Linked DNA regions of Triticum aestivum: region 1 is linked to region 2. The links are chromatin contacts, called in public Hi-C maps. All regions are on one chromosome and are shown on one strand. Each heading gives the region's core, a stretch centred on a gene start, on an enhancer-like site or on the middle of the called end of the contact. The rest is flanking DNA. Distances are from core to core; before and after follow the strand shown. Region 1 holds the start of LOC123045685 (protein FLOURY 1). Region 2 holds the start of LOC123045684 (probable inactive receptor kinase RLK902).

Region 1 (4,857 bases), core at 321-2,820, 370 kb after region 2:
CGAGTAAAGAAACTTGCCGGTAACGAGATTGAACTAGGTATTGGATACCGACGATCGAATCTCGGGCAAGTAACATACCGATGACAAAGGGAACAACGTATGTCGTTATGCGGTCTGACCGATAAAGATCTTCGTAGAATATGTAGGAGCCAATATGGGCATCCAGGTCCCGCTATTGGTTATTGACCGGAGACGTGTCTCGGTCATGTCTACATTGTTCTCGAACCCGTAGGGTCCGCACGCTTAAGGTTTCGATGACAGTTATATTATGAGTTTATGAGTTTTGATGTACCGAAGGAGTTCGGAGTCCCGGATGAGATCGGGGACATGACGAGGAGTCTCGAAATGGTCGAGACGTAAAGATCGATATATTGGACGACTATATTCGGAGTTCGGAAAGGTTCCGAGTGATTCGGGTATTTTCGGGAGTACCGGGGAGTTACGGGAATACGGGAGAAGTAATGGGCCTTGATGGGCTTTAGTGGGAAGAGGAAAAAGGCTGCTGCGCCCCCCCTCCCCTTTGGTCCGATTTGGACTAGGGAAAAGGGGGCCGGCCACCTTTCCTTCTCCTCCTATTCCTTCTCCCTTCCTCCCCTCTTGATGGACTCCTACTAGGACTTGGAGTCCTAGTAGGACTCCCATCCTGGCCGCACCAATAGCCTTGGCCGGCCTCCTCCTCCTCCATCCTTTATATACTGAGGCAGGGGGCACCCCATAGACACACAAGTTGATCCCCGTGATCGTTCCTTAGCCGTGTGCGGTGCCCCCCTCCACCATATTCCACCTCGGTCATATTGTTGCAGTGCTTAGGCGAAGCCCTGCGACGGTAGAACATCAAGATCGTCACCACGCCGTCGTGCTGACGGAACTCATCCCCGACACTTTGCTGGATCGGAGTCCGGGGATCGTCATCGAGCTGAACGTGTGCTCGAACTCGGAGGTGCCGTAGTTTCGGTGCTTGATCGGTTGGATCGTGAAGACGTACGACTACTTCCTCTACGTCGTGTCATCGCTTCCGCAGTCGGTCTGCGTTGGGTACGTAGACCACACTCTCCCCTCGTTGCTATGCATCACATGATCTTGCATGTGCGTAGGAAAATTTTTGAAATTACTACGAAACCCAACAATGACCACTCGCGAAGAGTTGATGCTAACAGCAAGCCATATACCATATGAACCTTTCAAATACGTGGATGATTCTAGAAAACAACAATACATTCGCTCTACCATAGCAGGCACATTCAGTTGGTCGAGCCAAGAATTTTCTCCTTGGTATTCATTGGTATTCATTTGTGCAATGCAATAGCAACATACAATTAGCAATAGTATACCAACCGATCAACAATTATTTGATATTTTATTGAATGCCCCGGCGTCACCACTAGGCACAGTAGCTATGAGTCCCAGCTATTTGGGTCTATATTGATTCTTGATTTTGAGATTCACAGGTTTAAACTACTACTTAGTCCGTCCCATAATGTAAGACTTTGTTAACATTATGGAACGGAGGATATAATCATATAAACAAAATTCCATGATTTTGTTTTATAAATAACCCCATGCTCCCATCCACATATCCGCTCGTTCAAAACACACCCCCGAACTCGAACTCGTCTAAAACATTCCCGGAACTAGTACACCTAAACCAGGTCACAGTCCCAAAAAAACATGTTACGGACGCGTGGGACCCGTGTATTTGGTAGCCCACCTGTCATCGAATGGGTCAGCGTCTTGAGTAAAGAACCCTCAAAGTGGTACCGACTACGACTACCCATGTCCCTTCATTTTCGGCGGCCCCCACGCGTCCCGCAACCCACGAACCGACAATGTGGACCCACACAAATCATGAGACCCACAGGGCAGCGATACCGCCCACGACTTATCCGAAGAAATCTCCCTTCCTCTACTGAACCAGAACCCTACTGCCGCGGCGCGGACTGCCCGGCTCCTGGCCATCCCCCAGACTCTTCATCATCTCCCCCAAATCCCCGCGCCGATCGATCTCCAAGATTTGCCCTGGCCCCGAGCGATCCCATCTCCCCAATCAGAATTCTATTCGCCTGAATCGGAGCAGGACTGGTCAAAGTTCCGTCGTCATGGGCGGCTGGAACCGCATCTCCAGTGCCGGTGGTCTACTGAAGCCGCTCGCCGGCGTCCCTTTCGCCTCCATGCCCGGCGCCGGCGCCGCCTACTTCCTCGTCGGCTCCGCGCTCGGGGTCTTCGCGATGCTGCACGCTTCCGAGTCTGAGGTCGGCCGCGAGTGGGCCTCCGCCGCGCACTGGGCCGCCCTCTCCCGCTCCGTGGGCGCGCACCACGTGCTCGTCGTAATGTCCCTGTTCTACCTGGCCGCCATGGTCTGGCGCCTCGGCAAGCGCTGCGACGCGGTGGAGGGGCTCGTGGGGAGCGCGGGCGCCACCGTGCAAGCGGTGCGCGTCAGAGGCGTCGTCTGCACCATGTGTGGGAGTGGGACGAAGGCGCGGGCTCTGAAGAACGGCAGCTCGGGCCACACCGTGGAGCGCGCCCGGTCTGGCAGCTGCTCTGACAAGCCTGTTTCGAGGTCGCTGGCTTCTGAGCTGGAGCAGGAGGCCAACACGGAGGACGAGGACATCGCGAGCGAGGTGAACGGCGCGGAGGAGGGCAGCGTGGAGCGGCTCAGGCGGCGGCTCGTGCGGGAGAGGAGGCTGAAGGAGGCGGCGCTAGAGGAGCTGGAGAAGGAGAGGCGCGCGGCGGCCTCTGCGGCTGACGAGGCCATGGCCAAGATCGCGTGCCTGCGAAACGAGAAGGCACTGGTGGAGCGCGAGGCCAAGCAGTTCCGGGAGATGGTGCAGCAGAAGCAGATGTACGACAGGCAGGTGATTGATTCTCTTCAGTGGATGATCAATAAGTTTGGCATGCAATCCGGGGAGCCAGAGTTCTCATCCGAGCGAGCCGTGTCAGACACAAGCGAGGACGACCGAGACAAGCGGTTGTAGATCCTTCTTCCTGGTAGCTCAATGGAGCAGAAACGTTGGCCTGAAGCTGGGGAAGTTCTTGACAGTTCAGGTTCTTCATTTTGTATGGCATTCAGCAGCCATATAGGGCCTCCCAATGCCCAAATTTTGATAGCTGGTGCTGCTGTGAGATTACTCAAGCAGGCAAAACTCTGCAGAGATATATGTAATATCCACCTGTAAATATACCATCCTTTGCAAGCTCCTAAGATGTGATTAATAATCGTACTAGATGCTTCAACTGCACAAATGCTCAATGCTATCTGCGGGACCCTTTTAAGTCTTATTATTGTGAACTCAATAGATGTGCGTGCTAGTCTTTTGGACATGATAATGGATTTCTAAATGCAAAAATCTTCCAGTTTCGAGTAAGTCCCAGCTTTGGAATACCTCAAAAGGCGTTTACGAGTTTTGACTGTGTTGATTTACAAGCCACATTTGCTTTCTCGCTTGATTTCTTCATGATCAGGCTGAACTTGAAAACAGGGAGGGTTCAGCTATTTCCATTTTTATTGTGCTGGCCAGCACTGCTGTTTAATTGTTCTTGGACGGTGAAATCTTGGTTTGCTAGTTTTTCTGTGTCTGATTCGTGCTTCTATTGGCAGTCTTGCATACTAGGGCACTGTATTACTTCACTGGTTGCTAAGCTATTCGCTAAAAGTAATAATTAAGATACTATAAAGTCAGCTATCGATTGTAAGTTAGATAATTCACATTGGCAATTATTTTTCACCATATGAAGATATTTACGTCGAAAGATATTTTTGCAGTGGTATTTCTTCTAAAAAAGCATTGTAGTGGCATATGCTAATTTGAAGCCAATTTACAGGTTCTCAAATTAAGCAAATCTCATAGATAGTACTCCCTCCGTCCGGAAATACTTGTCGGAGGAATGAATATATCTAGACGTATTTTAGTTTTAAATACATCCATTTTTATGCATTTCTTCGACAAGTATTTTCGAACGGAGGGAGTACATATTTACTGTGCTGGTGACGTGTTTTGCACTGTAGTATGATATAGATTCATTAGGCAAACTTGCATCCGGTGGTAGACAACGGTAAATAGGATCGGTGAGTTTTGATCCAAGAATTTCCTTCCTGTTTGGATAGCTCTTCGTCCAAGAGCCCCTGAGCCGACTATCTCCTGGCAGCTAATCAGTAAACGACTTCTTCGTAACAGTTTGAAGATTGGAGTTGCCCTCTGGCTGGACTGCCCAGTTTTCTTCATCAGTTCCAGATGTGTGTATAGCGCTGAAGCCACTATTGCTGGCACAAATACACTTTGTTCATCAAGCAGTCTGTCATTCATTGGCAAAGTCAGCATTCATTGTAATTTTTAGCTTCCCTCACTGAAGTTTGCCAAAATCAATATTTGCTTTCTATTTCTAGTTTTTAACTAAGGGGATGCGGATACATACTTCTTTTTTAGAACTTGATGTAGATAATAAGAAATATGATGAGTACCTGCTAATATACTTTCCTCTGGTAGGCTTTGTTGTGCCCTAGTCGCAGTTGTTTGCATATAGAAGCAATCTTTGCTGAACTAAGAAATCTAAGATTATCAATTCGCAGGAGACAATTGGTGGAATGGTCTTCCTTTCTCAGGCAATCCTGCAAAAAAGAAAAAGTAACACCTCGTTTGGTTCCTAAGAATTGAATTTGATCCATCCAATTGAACTTTAAAGCTAATTCTGATAGAAATTCATTTTGATTCTAAAAGATTCCAATTCCAATATTTATGTTTCGATGTCATATGGAAATTTTCACTGCTTGTGTTGATGGATAAAAATTTACTTGGAATCAACTGAAATTTGACCAACATTGTCAACGTACAGACTAGTTACTTAGCTGTCATCGACAAACCG
Region 2 (4,366 bases), core at 1,126-3,625:
ACGGTGGTAAATAAGTAATGCCCTAAAGACACACGCAAGAAGACAAGATTCTCTTTTCTTCAGAATCTTCTTCCGTAAATTACCGAACGGTCGCCATGCTGGGTGACACGAACCGAGGCGATCGAGCCTCAGCTCTCTCGGATCGACCCGGCCGGCTTGAGCGGCCGATCGTCGGCCTCATCGACCGAGATGCTCCGACCAGGCCGTGGCATCGACGACGCCGACCCCGGGTCGGCGAGCTCCTGGATGCGGACGACGATCTCCGGCATCGCCGGTCGCTGGTCGGGCACCGGCACGGTGCAGTCCATGGCCAGCCGCAGCATCTCCACCATCTCCTCCTCCGCGCCCGGGTGCCTCAGCAGCTCCGTGTCGAACACCTCGGACGTCCACTCCTCGCGCACAACGGACCGCGCCCACCGCGGGAGGTCCACGCCCTCGTCGTGCAGCACGGCGTTCGTCGGCGCCTTCCCCGTCAGCATCTCCAGGAGTAGCACCCCGAAGCTGTACACGTCGGCCTTCTGCGAGAGCCGCCGCGGGTCGGCGACCACCTCGGGGGCGCGGTAGCCCGCCACGCGCATCGACGGCGCGCCGGCGGGGCCGACGAGGCTCGCCAGGCCGTGGTCGGCCACACGCGCGTCCACCGACCGGCCGAGGAGTATGTTGGACGACTTGATGTTGCCGTGCGCCACCTTGGAGCCCGTCGCGTGGATGTACTCCAGGCCGCGCGCCGAGGCCAGCGCGATCCGCCTCCTCGACTCCCAGCTCAGCGGCGATCGCCCGGCGCCACGGTTGCCTGAAATTCTCACCAGTTCAGAAATTTTGATCCGATTCGGAGCAGGGTTTCGAACCAGAAAACAGAGAGAACCGGACATGAACACTGAGCGTACGTACCGTGAAGCATCGAGGAGAGGCTCCCCGTGGCGACGAACTCGTACACCATGAGCCGCTCGTCCTTGCTGAAGTAGTAGGCCTGCAGGGGCACGACGTTAGGATGGTCCAGCCCACCGATCGCCGCGATCTTGTCCCGGAACTCGCGCTCCGGCAGCGACGTCTCCTTGAGACGCTTCACCGCCACCGCGGGCGCCGTCTCCAGCGCGGCCTTGTACGTGGTACCGTACGTGCCCTTGCCAAGAACCTCGGCGGACGCGCGGAGCAGGTCCTCCAGATCGTACGGCCTCGGCACCCTCCCGAAGAAGAAAAGCTTCTTCCGCCCCACGGAGACGGGGGCGACCGGAGGCGGCATTGAAGCGGGCGGAGGCGGCCGCGCGTCGGAGACCCGAGGAGTGTAGCTATTCGGGCTCATTGCCTCTTTGCTGTGCAGGGCCAGCTCCGCCGCGACGGCGTCCTGGCTGCGGTAGGTTCTTTTTGGCTTGCGGCGCAGGGCGCCACAGGCAATGACCAGAACAGCGGCGATAAGCAGGAAGCCCAAAGCGCAGCCGATCACAATGCCCGCGATGGCACCGCCGGCGAGGTGTCGCCGGCCACGGCCGTTTCCCGCGACCACGGCTTCGGGGGCAACCGTGGGAGGCTGGGACGGTGGTTGGGTAGATGGTGTTCGACACGGTGGGAGGGGCTTGCCACACAGTGTCGTGCCGAGGAAAGATGTGGCGGGCATGCCGCCGAAGCCTTTCGGAACCTCGCCGGTGAGGTCGTTGAAGGAGACGTTAAAAGACAAGAGGGATGGCATGTCGACGTTCGGCAGCTCTTTGGTGAAGAGGTTGCCCTCCAAGAAGAGCAGCTGCAGCTTCCCGCTCTTGGCAATGGCGGGCGGTATTCTCCCGGAGAGCCGGTTTTCAGCGAGATTTAGCTGCGTCAACGCCGGGAGGGAGAGAATCGCGGCCGGGAGCTCACCGGAGAAGTGGTTGGACTGCAGGTTGATGACCCGCAGCTTGACGCAGGAGGCCAGGTCGGCCGGCAGCGGGCCGGAGAGCGCGTTGAAGCGCAGAGACAGCACGGTGAGCCTGGTGAGGCCGCCGAGCGCGCCGACGGGGACGGAGCCGCGGAGGCCGTCCCCGGGCAGGTGGAGCCCCGTGACTCGGCCGCCGGAGCAGACGACGCCGGTCCAAGAGCACGTCTGCCGGGACGCGTTCCAGGACACGGACGCCGACCCGAACGGCGCGATGAAGGCCTGCAGCGCCGCGGTGTCGGACGCCAGGTCCTCGGCGCCGCGCGCCGCGCCGAAGGCCACGGCCAGGAGCAACGACAGCGCGGCGGCTACCGGCGGAGGCATGGCTGCGGTGGTCCCTTCCCTGGGCCGATCACACCATGTGAGAGGGTTGGAAGAGGAGAGGTGGGGAGGGACGAAACAAGAAAGTGGAATATAGGAAAGAAGCTTCACAAATGGCTCGTTTAGCGACAAGGGGAAGAAGACTTGAGGAGGGCGGGCGGACTCGCTTCCACAAAACGATGTCGCAAATCCGCAACCACATTCTTGGTCTGACTGTTCTCGACCGTCCGATGAAACGTTGGACGGCTGAGGTTTGCACGCCTGCCCGCTGCCATTGATCCTACTCCTGGTCCAGTTGACGCTGACGGTACGAGACGATGATCTGGAGCACAACTCAACTCAACAGTGCGCGAAAACGATCAGCGAAACAGTTGCTCGTTTGAATTTTGGTCAGTTGTTGCTAGCTGCTGATATCGAGATCCACTGCTTTGTAGGCCAATGTGATAAACACGAATCCCTGGCCATTTTCCTGCTGTCAGCAGACATATCCCCAGTGCAGTTCGCTTCGTGGACTGGTTCAGTTGATGATGCGTGGAGCTGTGGACGTGGACGTGGACGGCGTCGTGCAGCCGTGCGCGACGAAGTAAACCGGTCCCTGAAGGCCGGAACCGTAACTGTCGAGAGGTTTATGAGCGTTGTGTGGTGGCCTGTAAATGTCATGATGGCGTCAGGTGCAGGAAAAATTTGAGCGAGTGTGTGAGGATCGTCTGTCAGTTACCGTCCGTTGAGCGAGTAACTTCTCGGCAATGCTGAGCTAGGAACGCGCATTTCCTTCGCAAGTGCAGAATTGAATTGGCCAAACGGCCAAAACAATTAGGAATAGCCGAGAACGAATGGTGGTCAGAGCCAGTCACATCGCGTCCTTCGTTTATCGACAGATTTTGCAAGCGATGGGATGCAAAATTTAAGAGCCAAGTATTTTCTCGATGGTGATCTGTTGAAATGCAAACTTTTAAAAAGGGCTCCTCTATTACTTGGCAAAGTATTATGACGAGAGTTAATTCGTTAAAGCATGGTTATATCTGGCGAGTGGACAATGGACCAAATATTGCTATTTGGGAAGATGAATGAATCCCAAATTGCGAGAATAGGAACATTATTACTCCAAGAGGGGGACACCTCTATCAAGGTTCTTTGATCTTATTGCTTCCAGTCACTAGTTAATGGGATGAAGACCTGATGAAACAAATGTTATGGCCAATTAATGCTCAGCGGGCCCTTGAGATTTCTCTTTCTTTGCATGATATGTCAGATTTTATAGTGTTGAGCTACAAAAAAAAGTTCACTGTCAATCAGCTTATTTTATGGAATGAGACTACCAACAAGGGAGTAAACTTCGACATACTAATGGTTCGAGACAAATTGATGTTAATCCTATTTGATCTAACATTTCGAAATTATCTTGTTCGACAAAAGTTAAAATCTTTATTTGGCGCACGTTGTATGGCACTCTCTCTTATCGTGTTACACTTGCCAATAGACATTTGAAAGTATTGCTCCAATGCCCATCTTCTTCTCATGAGTCAGAAGGTACAAAGCACCTATTATTTCAGTGCCGGAAAGCTAAGGACGTATGGAGTAAGCTCGGGATGGATAAAGTGATTAAAGGAGCCTGTGAAAGATCGTGCATGTGAGGCTTTCATTGAGTTCTTACTTCTGCTACCAGACCAAGATTTCTCCATTCCGGGTCTCCAGAATGTTCGTGAATTGATAGCCATTACAACTTAGTTTTTGTGGTAGGAAAGGTGTAAACCGGTTCATGAGGGGACAACTTAAGATGTGTATCAAATTTCTATGGGGATTCTATGAGGGGACAACTTAAGATGCTCTAACGACAAATTACGTTAATGCATCTTCCCCCAATGCTACAAGTAAAAGAGGGGAATGGACTCGGCCTCCTAGGGATTTTGCAAAACTTAATATTGATGCATCTTTTGATCAAGACATGATTAAGGGCATGGCATCGTCATTAGAGATGATAAAGGGGATTTTATTGTTGGCGGAAATTTAAGAATCGAGTGGTGTGCAGATGTCCGATGGCTGAAGTTCTGGTGCTAATATTCAGCCTAAGCGTTGCGCAAAAGGCGGACGGCAACCGTCTCATTACTAATTCTGATTGTGGAGATCATTGATACCATG

The links. Hi-C and Micro-C count contacts between places; a contact is called where the count stands out from the background.
Region 1: a contact with region 2 is called in a Hi-C map of leaf, with 3 times the contacts expected there. The contact joins the promoter of LOC123045685 here to the promoter of LOC123045684 in region 2. A contact is called at or near these places in 2 of 5 Hi-C or Micro-C datasets (leaf and an unstated tissue).

What each region holds. Positions count from the first base shown.
Region 1 is chr2B:500,194,336-500,199,192 of IWGSC CS RefSeq v2.1, forward strand. LOC123045685 (protein FLOURY 1) reads left to right here and starts at 1,571. Exons shown (of 1, transcript XM_044468830.1): 1 at 1,571-3,291. The coding sequence starts at 2,097. The coding sequence ends at 2,972.
Region 2 is chr2B:499,821,200-499,825,565 of IWGSC CS RefSeq v2.1, forward strand. LOC123045684 (probable inactive receptor kinase RLK902) reads right to left here and starts at 2,376. Exons shown (of 2, transcript XM_044468829.1): 1 at 892-2,376; 2 at 1-793. The coding sequence starts at 2,230. The coding sequence ends at 129.